Regions from separate parts of the Mus musculus genome. Here regions 2 and 3 are each linked to region 1. The links are chromatin contacts, called in public Hi-C and HiChIP or PLAC-seq maps. All regions are on one chromosome and are shown on one strand. Each heading gives the region's core, a stretch centred on a gene start, on an enhancer-like site or on the middle of the called end of the contact. The rest is flanking DNA. Distances are from core to core; before and after follow the strand shown. Region 1 has its middle 74 kb from the start of Gm31529. Region 2 overlaps Peak1 (pseudopodium-enriched atypical kinase 1). Region 3 overlaps Hmg20a (high mobility group 20A).

Region 1 (4,829 bases), core at 965-3,464:
GTCACCTATGAGCTCTCCTGCCCCTGGTAAAGATTTCATGTTCAAACTTTGCTTTACCCCAACCATGACTATGCTCCCCTTCCCTTGACTCCAGAAGAGCACATGGACAGAGGAGCTTTTCTAGCTAGCTTAGATCAGCTAGCATCTCTGCAGTTATTAGAGCCTGTTCTTGCATATGCTTCCTGCAAGAGATTCAACAAGGGAACTTGTGCATCTGGAAAGAATACTCCAGACGTTCCTCTGGCGTGGCAGTATCTGTTTATGTTGGCTGATTTTATAGCAAGTGTGCTTGGGATGTTTCCTGTTTGTCTCTTGGAACTGTATGAAAAGCTGGGCATGGCAGGATAGGCTTAGCATCCCAACACTCAGGAGGCTGAAGCAGCCTGATCTCCATAGTGAGTTCCAGGCCAGCTAGCACTACAGAGTGAGACCCTGTCTCAAGATAGAAAAGATCTGGGTGAAGGCTACAGGATGAGCCAAGCACGGGGCAGCAACTAAACACCTGGGGAAAGGCTGGAGACTACAAAAAGATTATCAGCTGTGGTCATGCCCCGAGGGGTTTCCCACTCTGAAGACTTGACCCACAGTTAAAGGGGGCCAAGATTAATCATGCCTTAATCTTCACTCTCAACCAAAGGATCGTTCCTGAAGATCTCGTCTATTAAGGCAGTGAGGATTGCTGCAGGGTATGCAGTAATGAGCTGCAGGTATTTAATGAGAGACAAGTGCGGTTGCTGCAAGGGTCTAGTACTCAGTGCCTCATCACAAAACCAAGAGGGCTGGTTTGCTGGGGAAAAGGAGCCCCCGTTGAGTCCATGGGTTGCGAGGGTGGAGAGGAAGTTCCCTTTTGAGATTCAGTGTTGCCAGGAAACACAAGATCATCTGGGAAAGACCTTTGTTTTTGTTTTAATTAGGTAAAGATTTTACATGCAGGGAGCAAGTAGCTGACTCCAGAGGAGGAAAAGTTGGAAGAAAAAAAAAAAGTCAATGTGAAGGAATAAAGACATTTATTTGATGGAGGTAGGGATGCTTCGGCCTCTTTCCCAGCCCCTGCCTCACCTGAAAGTAACTGCCTGGTCCAAAAAAAAAAAAAAAAAAAAAAATCCACCTACATAGGGGCAACACTCCCTTCTGGTCCTTGTCAGCTTCCGAGTGTCCCTCTGTCCTGTGTCAGCACCTAGTAGTCTGAGTTCAGCAGGAAAGGCCGGATGCAGGCCTGGCCCTGGCCCTTCTCTCCTAGCTTGACAGGAGGAGGCCTTGACCTGCCTACAGGATGCGGGTTCACATCCTGCACCTCATCATGGAATCCGGCTTCGCCTGCTGCTCTGGTTTCTTCTTACAATCCCAAGAGACAGGAGCCCTGCAGGGCAGGGAAAGGACCCAAGGCCAGACTTCCAAGCAGAACGCTTTTGGGATGCCTGAGCCTCAGCCTGTCTGTCTTTCAGGGGTGGGGAGGGAAGGGCCCCCCACTCTTTCCCAATGTCCCAGTCTTAAACTCGTGCAGTCCAAAACAAGCCAGTTCATTGTGTTCTTGGATATAAATATTGATTCTGGTTGATGTTAACATTCTGTTCATAAAAGAATGTAACATATTTCTCTCACACCATATTAGACTGATGTGTTGTTTGGCCAAGAGAAGTAGAGATTTCTGGCTTCTGCAGAAAATGTGGACATTTAAATGCATGCAGCTTTCAGAAGTCTGGAGAGCAGACTCAGAATAGCAACGAGGGCTTTTGGCTGGCTTCAGCCCTGTCCTCCTCCATCCTTGGCTTGTCACTTTGGCGTTCCTAATCTCTTGTAATTAGGAAGCTGCTTGGCTGTCCACATCTGCTTTCATCAGGAAGGCCTATAAGGTCAGCGCTGAACATTTTTAATTTTCTTCCCTTGAGAAAAAGATCTGGGAGGTCTCCCATTTTTCTTCCCCTCTCCACGTGGGAGGGGAGGGTAAAGGCTTCAGACCAGAGGGTGGTCCATCCAAGCATTCCAACCTGGGCCAGACAAGCCCAAGAATAGGATGTGCTGGCCGCCTTGGCAAGGCAAATTCCCCACATTCCACAAGCGCTCTTCACGGGAAATCTAACTCATGAGAAAGTGGAATTCATGATGTGTATGCGTGTGCATTCGGGTGCCAGCACGTCTCACACAGACAGATCCCCGGCTCTCTGGTATTTCGTAAGAGTGGTAGAGCCCATTTCCAGATGTGGGAAGCCAGACTGGGTCGCTGTGCTGTCAGAGGAAGCAGCGCCCTCTGCTGTCCAGATCAGACAGCACCGCGGTGGAGGGAAAGGACCCGAGGGGTCTGGAAAGCAAGTTCCTGGTTAAAACCTTGGCTCACCGTGGCATGCTGGAGGCCTTGCACCTCCTTTTTCTTCCCACTGCGAGCCTGCAAGAGGCTGGCTGCCCTCGGACTAGCTGGTTCTTTTGATGTTCTGTAGCTGCGAGCCAGCCAAAAATGAGGATTTGCTATAAAACTCCAGCCTCCCGCAGCATCTGCTGAGCTAGTTCCGAGGTGAGAGGCAGTGGCGCTGACTTCTGCATGAGAACCTAGCCAGCAATCCCAAGCCAGGCGAGACAATAGGGGCAGCGTGCCCACGAGGAGGCCTCTGGCCGAGAGGCAGCCCTGTGGCCTCATTGTGCCCTTGGAAGGCGCTGGCAGAGGCCTGGCTGCCTCCGAGGCTTCCAGCAGAGTGGAAGCTGCCATGGCTCAGCTCAGGCATACTGGCATCTCCACCTCCAGGAGCTGGCAACACAGACAGAGGGAGGCCCCGCCCTCTGCCCTGTTTCCTGCCAAGAAGAAGGCTCTGCAGCACTGCCAGAGTCGATTCGCCGGGTTGAGGGAGGGGAAACGACAGAGAGCGAGAGAAGGAGAGAAGGGGAGAAGGAGAGAGGAAAGAGGTAGAAAATGGGAGAAAAGGAAGGGCGTAGGGAGGAAGAGAGGGAGGAGGGAGAGAGAAGGAGGGAGATAAAGAGGAAGAAGAGAGGGAGAGGAGGAGAAAGGAAGGGAAACGGTGAAGGAAAAGAAATGAGGAAGAAAGAGGGGAGGGAGAGAAGTGTGTGTGTGTGTGTGTGTGTGTGTGTGCGCGCGCGCGCGCGCGCGCGCGCTGCCCAAGCTCCCAAGCCAGGTGCAGAAAGCTACTGAAGCAAACTTATTGGACAACCTTTCAGTTTTGCAAGAGAAAAATAGAAGGCATAAGACAATCAGTTTCTGTTTTGAGGGGAAGATTTTTATTTGTTTATTTTTGGCAAACTGAGCTCCTCTCTGCTGGGAGGACTGAAAACCCAAACCACCAAACAGCCCCTAACAACAATGCCCTTCTCTCTCTCTCTGGGACCAATTTCCAGACAGCACAGCGGTCCTGACAAGGTCAACAAGCCGAAGCTGGGAGCGCAAGATCTTTATCTACGTGGGAAATAAGAAAATCATTTGACTGATAAAAGGAAATACAATAAATAGCATCTAAATTCCTGGCTGCATTCCCCCGAGCCCCTCCTCTGCAAGAGAAAGTGCCAGGGCAGGAATACAACTGCCACTACAGCAGGTTTAAAAATAGCACACTGCACACAGCCCTTCCTACCTTCCAGAAAGACTTCATTACCGGGTCCTCAGCCCTGAGCCTGCAGAGCCGCTGCCGGGGCTTTCTTACCCCTGCTCTGGATTTTTCTTCTTTGGAAGCATGAAGGCAGCGGGTGTGATACATTTCCCTCCCGCTCAGCTAGTTTCAGTCCTAGCACGTCTGGCGCACACGGCGAAAGTCCATTGTATTTAATGGGGTGTTAACTCTGTTTATTCTCTAGGACTTGTACGGTAATTTTACACTCTGCAAAACTAGCAACTTGAACCTGAAGTGCTTTTCCCTCCTCCTCATGCCACTCCAGTGGGCCTTTGGCTCCAGGTCCCTTCACAAGCTTAGCGTTTCCCCAACTGAGATAGCCAAGCATGGTGCAAGCTGCTTCCTGCAGCTGTTAACTCTGCTGGGGCCTGAGACAGGTCTGCATTTCTTACAGACTTAGTTTGTGCCATCTGTTAAATGGGTATTTGAATCTGCCTTGTGTACCTAGAAAAGCTGTTGGCACTGGTTCTCTGGTTCTCAGCTGGTCGCTTTTGTATCTCCTTGGAAAACTGTTAATGTACATGACCGAATGATCCCTGTTAGCCTAAATCTCCGAGTCTCTATCAAGTTAAAGGACCCAAGGCCATGAAAGCAATTACCACCTTACAGATTCATAATATAAACTCAGGTCTTTTTTATCTTTCAAACACTAATTCAAAAAATGTAAGGAGCATCATCACTTGGGAGGCTGAGGCAGGAGGATCAAGAGTTTGAGGTCAACTTTGGTTACATAGTGAGACAATATCTCAAAACAAACAAAAAATATTTTAGGTAGCTTGGTACCTGGGATGCAGCTGGTGGATCCGGACTATTTTCCATGTATTCCTCTCTTTTTAAAAGAGAGAGAGAGAGAGAGAGAGAGAGAGAGAGAGAGAGAGAGAGAGAGAGAGAGAGATAGGCTAGGGAGATGGCTCAGTGGTTAAGAGCACTGACTGCTCTTCCAGAGGACCTAGGTCCAATTCCCAGCACCCACATGGCAGCTCACAGGTGTCTGTAACTCCAATATCTGATACCCTCACATAGATGTGCATACAGGCAAAGCACCAATGCACATAAATTAAAAATAGATAAATTATTTTTAAAAAAAAAGAATTCTCTCTCTCTAGGCCTCCCACCCTCCTTTTTTTCTAACACACACACACACACACACACACACAATTCACGAGGTCTTGTGTAGCTCCAGCTGGACTCACTTCTTAGCTGAAGAGGACTGAGCTA
Region 2 (4,829 bases), core at 1,652-4,151, 120 kb before region 1:
GTGCACACACACACATACATACATACATACATACACACACACACACACACACACACACACACACACACACACACACGTTAAAAAATGAAAGACACAAACCTTTTAAAAAAAAAAGATCAAAACTACACAAAATCATCTAGGACCACAGCTGGAAAACAAGAGAAGCAAGAAAAGCAATGGAATACGAGGTGACGGCTGATCCAAAGAGAACAGGGGAGCAGCTTTAAGAACAGTAAAGAAGAGCTGAATCTGATCTTTCCAATACACTCTCCATTTTTATTATCAATTTGGTTTACATGGGAAATAGGTAGATACAAGACAGTAATTACTTTTCTAATTTGTCTGATGGAAGAAAGGGAACCTGAAGAGTTCACTTGTGAAGCACAGATCAACTTCTTTCATCCAGGTTACAGAGTGTCTCAAATTCAATCACCAGGAAAATTATCTTTTTCAATTACACTAATTCTCCTGGCATTTTCTCCCCAAATACCTTAAGAGCAAATTAAAGGCACTCATTTAGTCTTTACTGCTGCTCTGATGGCAATTAGCTTGCCTCCTCATCTCTGGGTGCACTTACCTCTACCCTGTCCTTACCCACCTACCCCTACCCTCACTAACAGTCAGGGCAAAACACAATCAAAAGATCTAATTCCTTCTGACCTGGATGTGACACTAAGAGAGATCACACACTCTTGCCAAAATTAATGAAACTAGAATAAGAACCTAGGAGCATTGAATTCCTAATGTCAGGGGATTTTTGTGTTTGACTGTTTGTTTGAGACAGGACCACGTCATCCCAGGCTGGCCTTGTGTTTGTGTAGTGCTAAGGATTAAATCTAGGGCTTCATGCATGGTAGGCAAGTACTCTAACCAACTGAGTTACAGTTCTAGGCCTAATGTTAGATCTTTTAGGATAATCTTCATATATTCTTTACATCACACATACCAAAGAAAAGAAGAAAAAAGAAGAATTCTTAGATAATGAAACACAAAAAGGCTCCATTCCCCCACTTTTTTTTTAGTTTTACTTCAGTGAGAGCAAAGTGGCTAACAGACAAGCATAATAAATCAGTCTGAGACGCTCCACAGTTACCATCCAGGGGAGACTTCATAGCATTCAGAACTGTCATCACCTGACGCCCCAATCCTTTCCCACGCCACTTTTCCTTGCCGATGTGATAAATTAAACTCACCTTCTCCCAGAAACTTGGAGCCTGAAGCATAACCCTCCAATCATACAAGTAAAATGACTTTTCCTCCTTTACCTACCAAAGTTCTCAGAAGGTGAGCTACCAAGATGGCTATGCAGGCCTGACAAAGTAAGCCTAATCCCTGAACCCACCAAGAAAGGAGAGAACCGACCTCTGACCTCCACGTATTCATGTGACACTCTTGCTTGCTTGCCCTCTCCCTAATCAAAACCTCTGCAGTGTTGTCGGTTCACTGGTGAATGCTTGCCATCTTCTAGGTACCAACATGACTTAGATCTAGCACTCTGCTCGGCCTGGCCACACTGCTGCTTCCCTCTTCGTCTTCTACTCTATCTATTCTTCCTACTCACTAGAAAGTTGTAAGCACATCTGGAATATGGCCACTAGCTTCTTAAGAGAAAATCCAACGGGGATTAAATAACTGCACAGAGGACTTTCCATGTAAGGATCAAAGGGCTCATCCAATCTCCAAAAGGAATTTTTATTAATATTCATACTACTGCTAAGACAAATCTTTAAACACTTTATGTTCATGTATCCACTTAGAAAATGTACTCATACATTATCTTCTAAATTATCAAAATGCTGAGATATAAAGTGTGTTTACAGCCAGATATAGTAGTGCACACTTACATCTGCGGCACTGGGGATGGGGACAGCACAAGGGTCACTGCAAGCTCCAGGGCAGCCTAGGCTACACAGTGAGTCCACAGTGGGACTTTTTTGTGGTGGCTTTTTTGTTGTGGGGATCTTCTTAAGTAGGATAACTGTTAAAAAATGCAACAAAATATGGTAGCTGACTACAGAGTAGACAGACAGCTGTACAGTTAGTGTGCAATTAGTGTGGAAAGCAAAAGGAATGTTCAAGAAAAATAACATCTAAAGACTACAGATACACAGTAGAGCTATGGAAGGGCCAGGGGAAGGACTGAAGGAGCTAAAGGGGACTACAATCCCATAGGAAAAACAACAATATCAACTAACCGGACCTGCCCTCCTCAACACCCCCCACCCCCGAGTTTCCAAGTATTAAACCACCAACCAAAGAATATACATGGAGGAACCCATGGCTCCAGATACATATGTAGCAGAAGATGGCCTTATCTGGCATTAATGGGAAGGGAGGCCCTTGGCCCTGTGGAGGCTTGATGCACCAGCATAGGAGGATGCAAAAGCTCTAAGGTGGGAGTGGATAGGTGGGGGAGCACTCTCTTAGAAGCAGGGAGGAGGAGGGATGATGTGGGGGAGTTGCAGAGGGGAGACCAGGAAGGGGACATTTAAAATGTAAACAAATAAAATAACCAATTAAAGAAAGAAAAAAAAAAAAAAAAAAGACTACAGCTACAGCCTCAAGCCCACTGCAATCCCGCTGTGATGTTACTCTTGGATGTCAATTTGACAGATCTATAATCACCTTTTTCTGGTTTTCTCTTTCTTTTCTTTTCTTTTCTTTTCTTTTCTTTCTTTCTTTCTTTCTTTCTTTCTTTCTTTCTTTCTTTCTTTCTTTCTTTCTTCTTTCAAGCCTCTAGATACACCTGTCAGGGGTTATCTAGGTTAATTGAAGAAATGAAAGACCCACTTTAACTGGGCAGCATCATTTCATGCACTGGGATCTTGAACTGAATAGAGAGGAAGCCAGCTGCGCAGCAGTGTTCGCCTCTCTCTGCTTCCTGACTGCTAACAGTGTGCCGAGCTAACTTGAGCTCCTGCTGCCAGCACTTCACTGGCATGTGTGATAAACTGAACCCTTGCACTGAGCTAAATGACACCCCTTTCGGTTGCTTTTAGTAGGTATTTTATCAGAGTAACAAGAAACTAATGTGCCATATGCAATATAGTTTTCATACATGTTTCAGGAAGTTGGTTTTAATAAACACAGAACTGTGGTTTAAGATTCTCAACATTTGAAATGTTTGTTAAGCACTAAGATTAGATGACTGCAAACCCACCATTTAAATGCATTTTCTAAATGTACTCTCTGTATACTTTTACTGGCTTTATCTCTAAAATCTGCCAATCCTAAGAACATACTTAGAATAAAAAACTAAAACTGTAACAAGGTGTGAAGGTGCATGCCTAGAATCTCAGCACTAGAGACAGGCTGAGGCAAGAGAATCACAAATTCAAAACCAGTATAGACTATATTAGTGACTATAAGTCACACACACACACACACACACACACACACACACACCATACAAACACACACACCACTACCTACAAAAATGTAAAAAAAAAAAAAAAGCTTTTTTAACAAAACAATTCAACTTCATGTCATGTAGACTGCAAATAAAAATAGAAGTCATCAGCTGGAATCAGGAAGGTAAAATCCCAATCAAATTATTTACCTTAATAATAAAAATATATTGGTGAACTCAATACTAGTTGACTTAGTACTGATCAGAATGAACAGAACTTAACTAGACTCAAATTTTAGTGCAGAAACTGCAAACACAAAATAGTGTGTTTTGTCCTTTCTTGTCCCTTGCCTGCTGCCAGGCACCGGCTCTAGATGCTCTCGAGCAGAGGAATCCGCAACAATGCCCTTCTTCCAAGTGCAAACTTAAGTCAGGATGTCAGTTAAAAACAGAAATCCAAAATTTAATTTGGTGAATATCTACTGAAGAATTGAGTATACCTTCCTTGAATGGTACTAGATTTTCAATTTATCATTTAAAAACACACAAAGAAAACTAAAAATCTATACATGGAGCCAAGCAGGTTAACATGTGAGTTTTAAACTCTGCACGCTCTGAGTATGAGATCTTACATCTTCCCACTCTGCTCTTTGCCCACAGTGTCCTCACAGTACATGCTACTCACTCAGTAGTCATAGAACCACTGTCTTAGCAGTGCTCAGTGCTTGTGTTCCAGTAACTCTTCCTTCACTTTCATGATGGCCTTAAAGCAGAAGATGCTGGAAATGTGGGTATGCTACAGGAATATTTGATACCTCCTTTAGATGAAAAAGGAAAAGAAATATCTCTAATAAGAAAAACCAATATGTATAGATTCTGGGACTACCCATGGATCTATTGTCCCACAGATGTGGGGACCATGATATAAACTGCCTGTGTCAGCTAGTAAAAGCTCGAGTCAACTGAGAGGAGGAAGCTTCAATTGAAAAAAACGCCTCCATAAGATTGGGCTATTGCAAGCAAGCGTGGAGGGCATTTTCTTATTTTGTTATTGATGGCGAGGGCCTCGCTCACTGTGGATGCAGACACTCTTGGGCTGGCAGTCCTGGTTTCTATTAAGAAATCGTGTTGAGGAAATCATGAGGAGCAAGGCAGTAGGCAACGCTCCTCGATGACCTCTGCATCAGTTCTTGCCTCCAGGTTCCTGCCCTGACTGCCCTTGACAATGAAGGGTGAATTAGAAGAGTAAGCAAAATAAATCCTTTCCTCCTCAAGCTGCTTTTGCTCAAAGTGTTTCATGACAGCAATAGCAACCCTAACTAAGACACTGCCTATGGCTGCTCTTGTTCTACATCAGCAGTTGGGTAATCGTAGCACATCACCCGGCTCTTTACCAAAGTGTTTGCCAACTCCAGGACTTTTCAAAATAAATTGGGTAAAATTTCCTTACCTATTCATCTACAAATGAAGATGATAGAGC
Region 3 (4,829 bases), core at 1,083-3,582, 73 kb before region 1:
CAAGTCCTTGGAGGAGCCCAGAAGATCGTAAGTTGGATCCCAGACATTGGACGGTTGGAGATTGACTTTTGCTTTTGATTGTGACTGTGCCCTGATATTTTCCCTCTTGAAGGAAGAAACTGTTTTAGTGGAGCCCACAGTTAAGAGACTTTTAATTGTAAAAAGACTTTGGATTTTAAAAGAGATGGATATCTTAAAGAGATTGAAATTTTAAGAATATGTAAAGACTGTGGGACTTTTAAAGTTATTTAGATCTTGGGGATGGATAAGAATGTAAGGGTTGAGGCTTACTAGTGACGTGTTTGTGTGTCAAGTTGACAAGGGGTCAATTGTACTGGCTAGTTTTGTGTCAACTTGACACAGCTGGGGTTATCACAGAGAAAGGAGCTTCAGTTGAGGAAATGCCTCCATGAGATCCAACTCTAAGGCATTTTCTCAATTAGTGATCAAGGGGGAAAGGCCCCTTGTGGGTGGGACCATCTCTGGGCTGGTAGTCTTGGGTTCTATAAGAGAGCAGGCTGAGCAAGCCAGGGGAGGCAAGCCAGTAAAGAACATCCCTCCAAGGCCTCTGCATCAGCTCCTGCTTCCTGGCCTGCTTGAGTTCCAGTCCTGACTTCCTTTGGTGATGAACAGCAGTATGGAAGTGTAAGCCAAATAAATCCTTTCCTCCCCAACTTGCTTCTTGGTCATGATGTTTGTGCAGGAATAGAAACCCTGACTAAGACAATTTTCAATAAAACTAGGCCTCTTCTTGTATCCCTTCCCCTTCAATTGAAATATTCTGCTTCACAAAAAACATATCCAACTACTTCAACTTGTCTTTCTCAACCTCGATTCATTTCTCCTACTGCTTTCTCATCTCCATGTGTCCTTTACTTTTATACTTTATAGTTTTAATTTCTGTTCTCTTAATTAAACCTTTAATTGTTGTTTTTGGTAGCATCACAACTACTACAGCTTTTTTTGGGAAGCAGTATACCTGGGGTATCAGCATTAATAAAATGTCCATACTATTAAGCCAATAATTACATTTATAATTTATTCTGAAAAATATTGCGGCAAAAGATAGAAGACATAAAATGTTACATTGATACATTGTCTTGAAAGCAATTGAGAGGCTGGGAAGGAAACAGTCTGTAAAGTGATCTTTGACAACTACCTCAAGGCTGGGTGTGGCAGTGCTACCTGAAGTCCCAGATTCCAGCCTGGGGAGACAGGCAGGAGGAATCCTGGGACGTCTTGGCCAACCAATCTTAATTGAATGGATAAGCTTCAGCTTGCAAGAGAGATCCTATCTTAAAAGATTATATGGAAAGAAATTGAGGAAAACTATTATTAACCTCTGGCCCCCCTCCATGTGTGTACACATGTACATGTGTACCCATCCCTACATATACACATAAAAATAACAGCGAATAAATTTAAAAAGTAAAAACATATAAGTATCCAGCAAGTGGCTAAGTAAATATTACATATCTTCTTATTTTCCCCAGTGATTTCTTTTGAAATACATCAAAGATGTTAATAAGACATTTTTACAAAAAGAGAAAATTAAATATAGAGGAAAACAAAATAGAAAAACTGGGATTAACATATATTTCTAAAAGTTATATTTTTGTATTATAATTAGTTACTGGTTGATTCCTTGTGTCAGGGACAGTATTGAAACAATATTACAGAAAGCATTGTTACTGAGAAATACTGCTCTGGAGTCACATCCTAGCTGTATGTCACTAGCTAGTATGTGATCTTACAAAGGAAAGAGGTGGGAGTGGGGCGCTGGCTCAATGTAAAGGTATTTATGGCTAAGCCTGGTGACCACGATTATTTCCAGGACGCAGCTGGTGGAGAGTGAGAACTACCTCCTGAAAGTTGTTCTCTTACATCTACACATATGTAAAACATACACACACACAAACAGAGAGAGGATAAAAATAATGAAAAATAATGAAATTTTATGAAAAGTAAAGAGGTAATGCTATTTATTAAATTAATCAGAAGTGTCTACTCATCGTAAGCCCTCAGTGGTTTTGCTGTCATACATCTTACATTTAATTTTTCATGTTCTCACAAGAAACTTGTTGAAGCTATTATTTTTCACCTTTCATAAGAGAAAAATAGAAAGAATGCTTAAATGTTTTGATTAAACAATCTGTCAGATTAACAGAGGACCTCTGTAGAAGCAGGGCTTCTCTAGGTCCCATGGACACGGTATGTTAATTATTTTTCTTGTTGTTGCATCAAAACTCCTGACCAAAGCAGCTTAAGGAAGGGAGGCCTTGGAGCTTATAGCTCCAGGATGTGGTCCAACATTTCAGGGAAGGCCTGGCAGCAAGAGTTTGAGGCTACTCAGATTGCGTCCACATCAGGAAGCCAAGAGAGACCAAACCTTTTAGTTATCTGGATCCGCTCAGTGGAATTTTGCCTCCAGCATTAGAATAGGTCTTTCCAGCTCAATTAACCTAATCCAGAAATTCCTTCAGGGGCGTGCTAGAGATTTGTCCCCGGTGATTCTAGGGCTGGTAAGCTTTCAGTATTAGCCATCATAAATGAAGAAATACTGGACTTTGGGAAAGGAACCCACAAAAGCAAGGGCATAAGAGGGTGAACTCCCACAGAGAAGCATAAGAAACCAATACTCTAAATTTATTTTTTTTCCTCAAAGCATTTTGCTACACAGGGTCCAGAAGTATAAGAAAATAAATTTATGTTACATTAAGCTAATAGTCTTAAATGATTTGTTAAAGCTGCAATTCAAAACTATTGCAGAGGCATAGGGGAAATGATGGGACGTCTAGAATAAATGTAAGTGGAGCAAAGAGAAAATTAGAGGCACACTGGTAACAATGATAATGAAGACATGACACCTCAAGCTACATGTAAGTTAGGTAGAGCTGTTAGTAGGAATTGACAGCCTTGAGTGCCTGTATTAGAGAAGAAAAACATCAAACATCAGTGCTTTAATGATGTCATTAGGGAAAAGTAGCAAGCCAAACCCAAACAAGTTGAAGAAGGGAAATAATAAAAAGTAGAAATAAATTAAATAGAGACAAAAAGCCAAAAATGTGTTCTTTGAAATCTTTCAGAAAATATATAGGCCTCTAGCAATACCAATCAAGGTGGAGGGGGGTGCTTAAATTTCCATTATCAGGAATGAAAAAGGAAACATACCTTTGTTTTCAGTTGTTGAGACAAGTATCTAACCATGATACTCAGAATTATAGACAGGAGCCGTGAGCCACCACATGTGGATGAAAAGAGGATGGTCTTTTTACATATATATGCTACATGTTTAAAAGGTAAAGAGATAGGAACAACCTCATATGAATAGATTTTAATTTTTAAGTGTAATGTACAACTTGTTAAACACATGTCACCAAAATTAGAATATCTGAATACTCATTTTTATCTACTAATTAAATTTAGTCCAATTAAAATCTTCCTGAAGAAACTACAGCCTAGATGACTTTATCAGTGAATTCTTAAAAAATGTTTAGGTCACCCATGGCAGCACATGCCTTGAATCCCAGCACTTTGGAGGACAGGGGCAGGCAGAACTCTGTGTGTTTGAGGCCAGCCAGGGCTATATACTAAGAATTTGTCTCAAAAAGCAAACAAAAAGTGTTTTAAAGAAAAATGACCTCAGCTTTACTCTTCTGTGGAATATAACTTGTTTTACTGGATTGACAAAGCCTTAATGCCAAAACTGCACAATGTTGGTTTTTCTGGGGTTTGTTTGGGGTGGGGGATGGTTTTTCAAGATGGGGTTTCTCTGTATAGCCCTGGCTGTCCTGGAAATCACTTTATAGACCAGGCTAGCCTCAAACTCAGAGATCCACCTGCCTATGCCTCCCAAATGCTGAGATTAAAGGCGTTTTTAATGATTAAATATGTTTCTAAGGTCAGTCTGTTTTTATATTATTTGACAACTGGGCCAACGAAGGACTTGTAAGATTCTCACAAGTAGTATAAAAAGACAATCAAACATTAAAATAGATAAAATATTTAAATAAGCATTCCACAAAAGAAACTATTCAAAGGCTTATAATGATCATATTTGTATAAGATAAATGCAGATGTAAGCCACAGTGAGAAACCATTGCATACCCATTGTAATGGCTAAAATTAAAAAGAGTGGCAATAGCCCAGGGTGATGGTATCTGTAATTCTTCCACTGAGGAGGCTGGGTCAGGAGAATCCTTCCAAACTTAGAACAGCCTGGTCTGCATAGTGAATTTCAAGGCATGTTGTGGCTATATAGTGAGACCTTGTCTCAAAACTACAAAATCACCAACACAAATGAGACTGACAGTGTCAAGAACTAAAGATGTAGATCAAATGCGACTCATGCTTCTGGGTAGGTTCGTGAACTATTCCAACGATTATGGAAGTCAGTTTGACCATATGCTCTAAAAGTTGGAGCTATTGTCCGGCCTCACTATTTCTCAGTGTAGTAGTCAACAGAAACCTGTACTAATCACTCACCAAAACATAGGGATGGACGGGAATGGTCACAGCAGCAGCTAAATGCCCTTCAAGGTAGACTAGGCTAGCTAATGCCTTCTGTGATATAATAGATGCCCATCGTGTGCATATGTGAACAAAAGAACCCCGACAAAAAATAACTGCGCACTGTACGAACTCAGTTCAAAAATAAGCAAAACAAATCTATAATGTAAGGTGTCATAAGTTTTGTTTGTGCGAGGATAATGCACAAGAAGGGCATAAGCTGGGGAATTTCTGCCTTGTAATAGTCTCTTTTTCTGATGTGGCTATAGTTGATACTGTGCATACTTCATGACAAACCATCAGATGAATACATATGATGT

Evidence for each region. Hi-C and Micro-C count contacts between places; a contact is called where the count stands out from the background. HiChIP or PLAC-seq counts read pairs in DNA pulled down with a chosen protein or histone mark.
Region 2: an H3K27ac HiChIP or PLAC-seq map of regulatory T cells shows a contact between it and region 1, with 2.7 times the contacts expected there. The contact joins two enhancer-like sites. A contact is called at or near these places in 2 of 15 datasets of contacts at CTCF or cohesin (the G1E-ER4 cell line and the NIH/3T3 cell line), 12 of 484 Hi-C or Micro-C datasets (B cells, CD4 T cells, the G1E-ER4 cell line and 9 more), 13 of 115 datasets of contacts at active chromatin or transcription factors (CD8 T cells, the HPC-7 cell line, acute myeloid leukemia and 7 more) and 1 of 9 other capture datasets (embryonic stem cells).
Region 3: a contact with region 1 is called in a Hi-C map of trophoblast stem cells, with 2.0 times the contacts expected there. The contact joins two enhancer-like sites. A contact is called at or near these places in 2 of 15 datasets of contacts at CTCF or cohesin (CD8 T cells and the NIH/3T3 cell line), 26 of 484 Hi-C or Micro-C datasets (the BV-2 cell line, the C2C12 cell line, CD8 T cells and 21 more), 20 of 115 datasets of contacts at active chromatin or transcription factors (CD8 T cells, the HPC-7 cell line, T-cell acute lymphoblastic leukemia and 15 more) and 4 of 9 other capture datasets (adipose tissue, embryonic stem cells, liver and 1 more).

The regions. Positions count from the first base shown.
Region 1 is chr9:56,503,912-56,508,740 of GRCm38.p6, forward strand. No RefSeq gene overlaps it. Among named protein-coding and RNA genes, the nearest start is that of Gm31529, 74 kb to the right of the region's middle. Within about 2 kb of position 2,215, at least 268 of the 459 cell types and tissues checked have an H3K27ac peak or open chromatin away from gene starts, as enhancers often do. A contact at or near this core is called in regulatory T cells and trophoblast stem cells, where this site is marked.
Region 2 is chr9:56,388,045-56,392,873 of GRCm38.p6, forward strand. The region is part of intron 1 of Peak1 (pseudopodium-enriched atypical kinase 1); the gene reads right to left. Among named protein-coding and RNA genes, the nearest start is that of Peak1, 28 kb to the right of the region's middle. Within about 2 kb of position 2,902, at least 5 of the 459 cell types and tissues checked have an H3K27ac peak or open chromatin away from gene starts, as enhancers often do. A contact at or near this core is called in regulatory T cells, where this site is marked.
Region 3 is chr9:56,430,514-56,435,342 of GRCm38.p6, forward strand. The region is part of intron 1 of Hmg20a (high mobility group 20A); the gene reads left to right. Among named protein-coding and RNA genes, the nearest start is that of Hmg20a, 14 kb to the left of the region's middle. Within about 2 kb of position 2,333, at least 4 of the 459 cell types and tissues checked have an H3K27ac peak or open chromatin away from gene starts, as enhancers often do. A contact at or near this core is called in trophoblast stem cells, where this site is marked.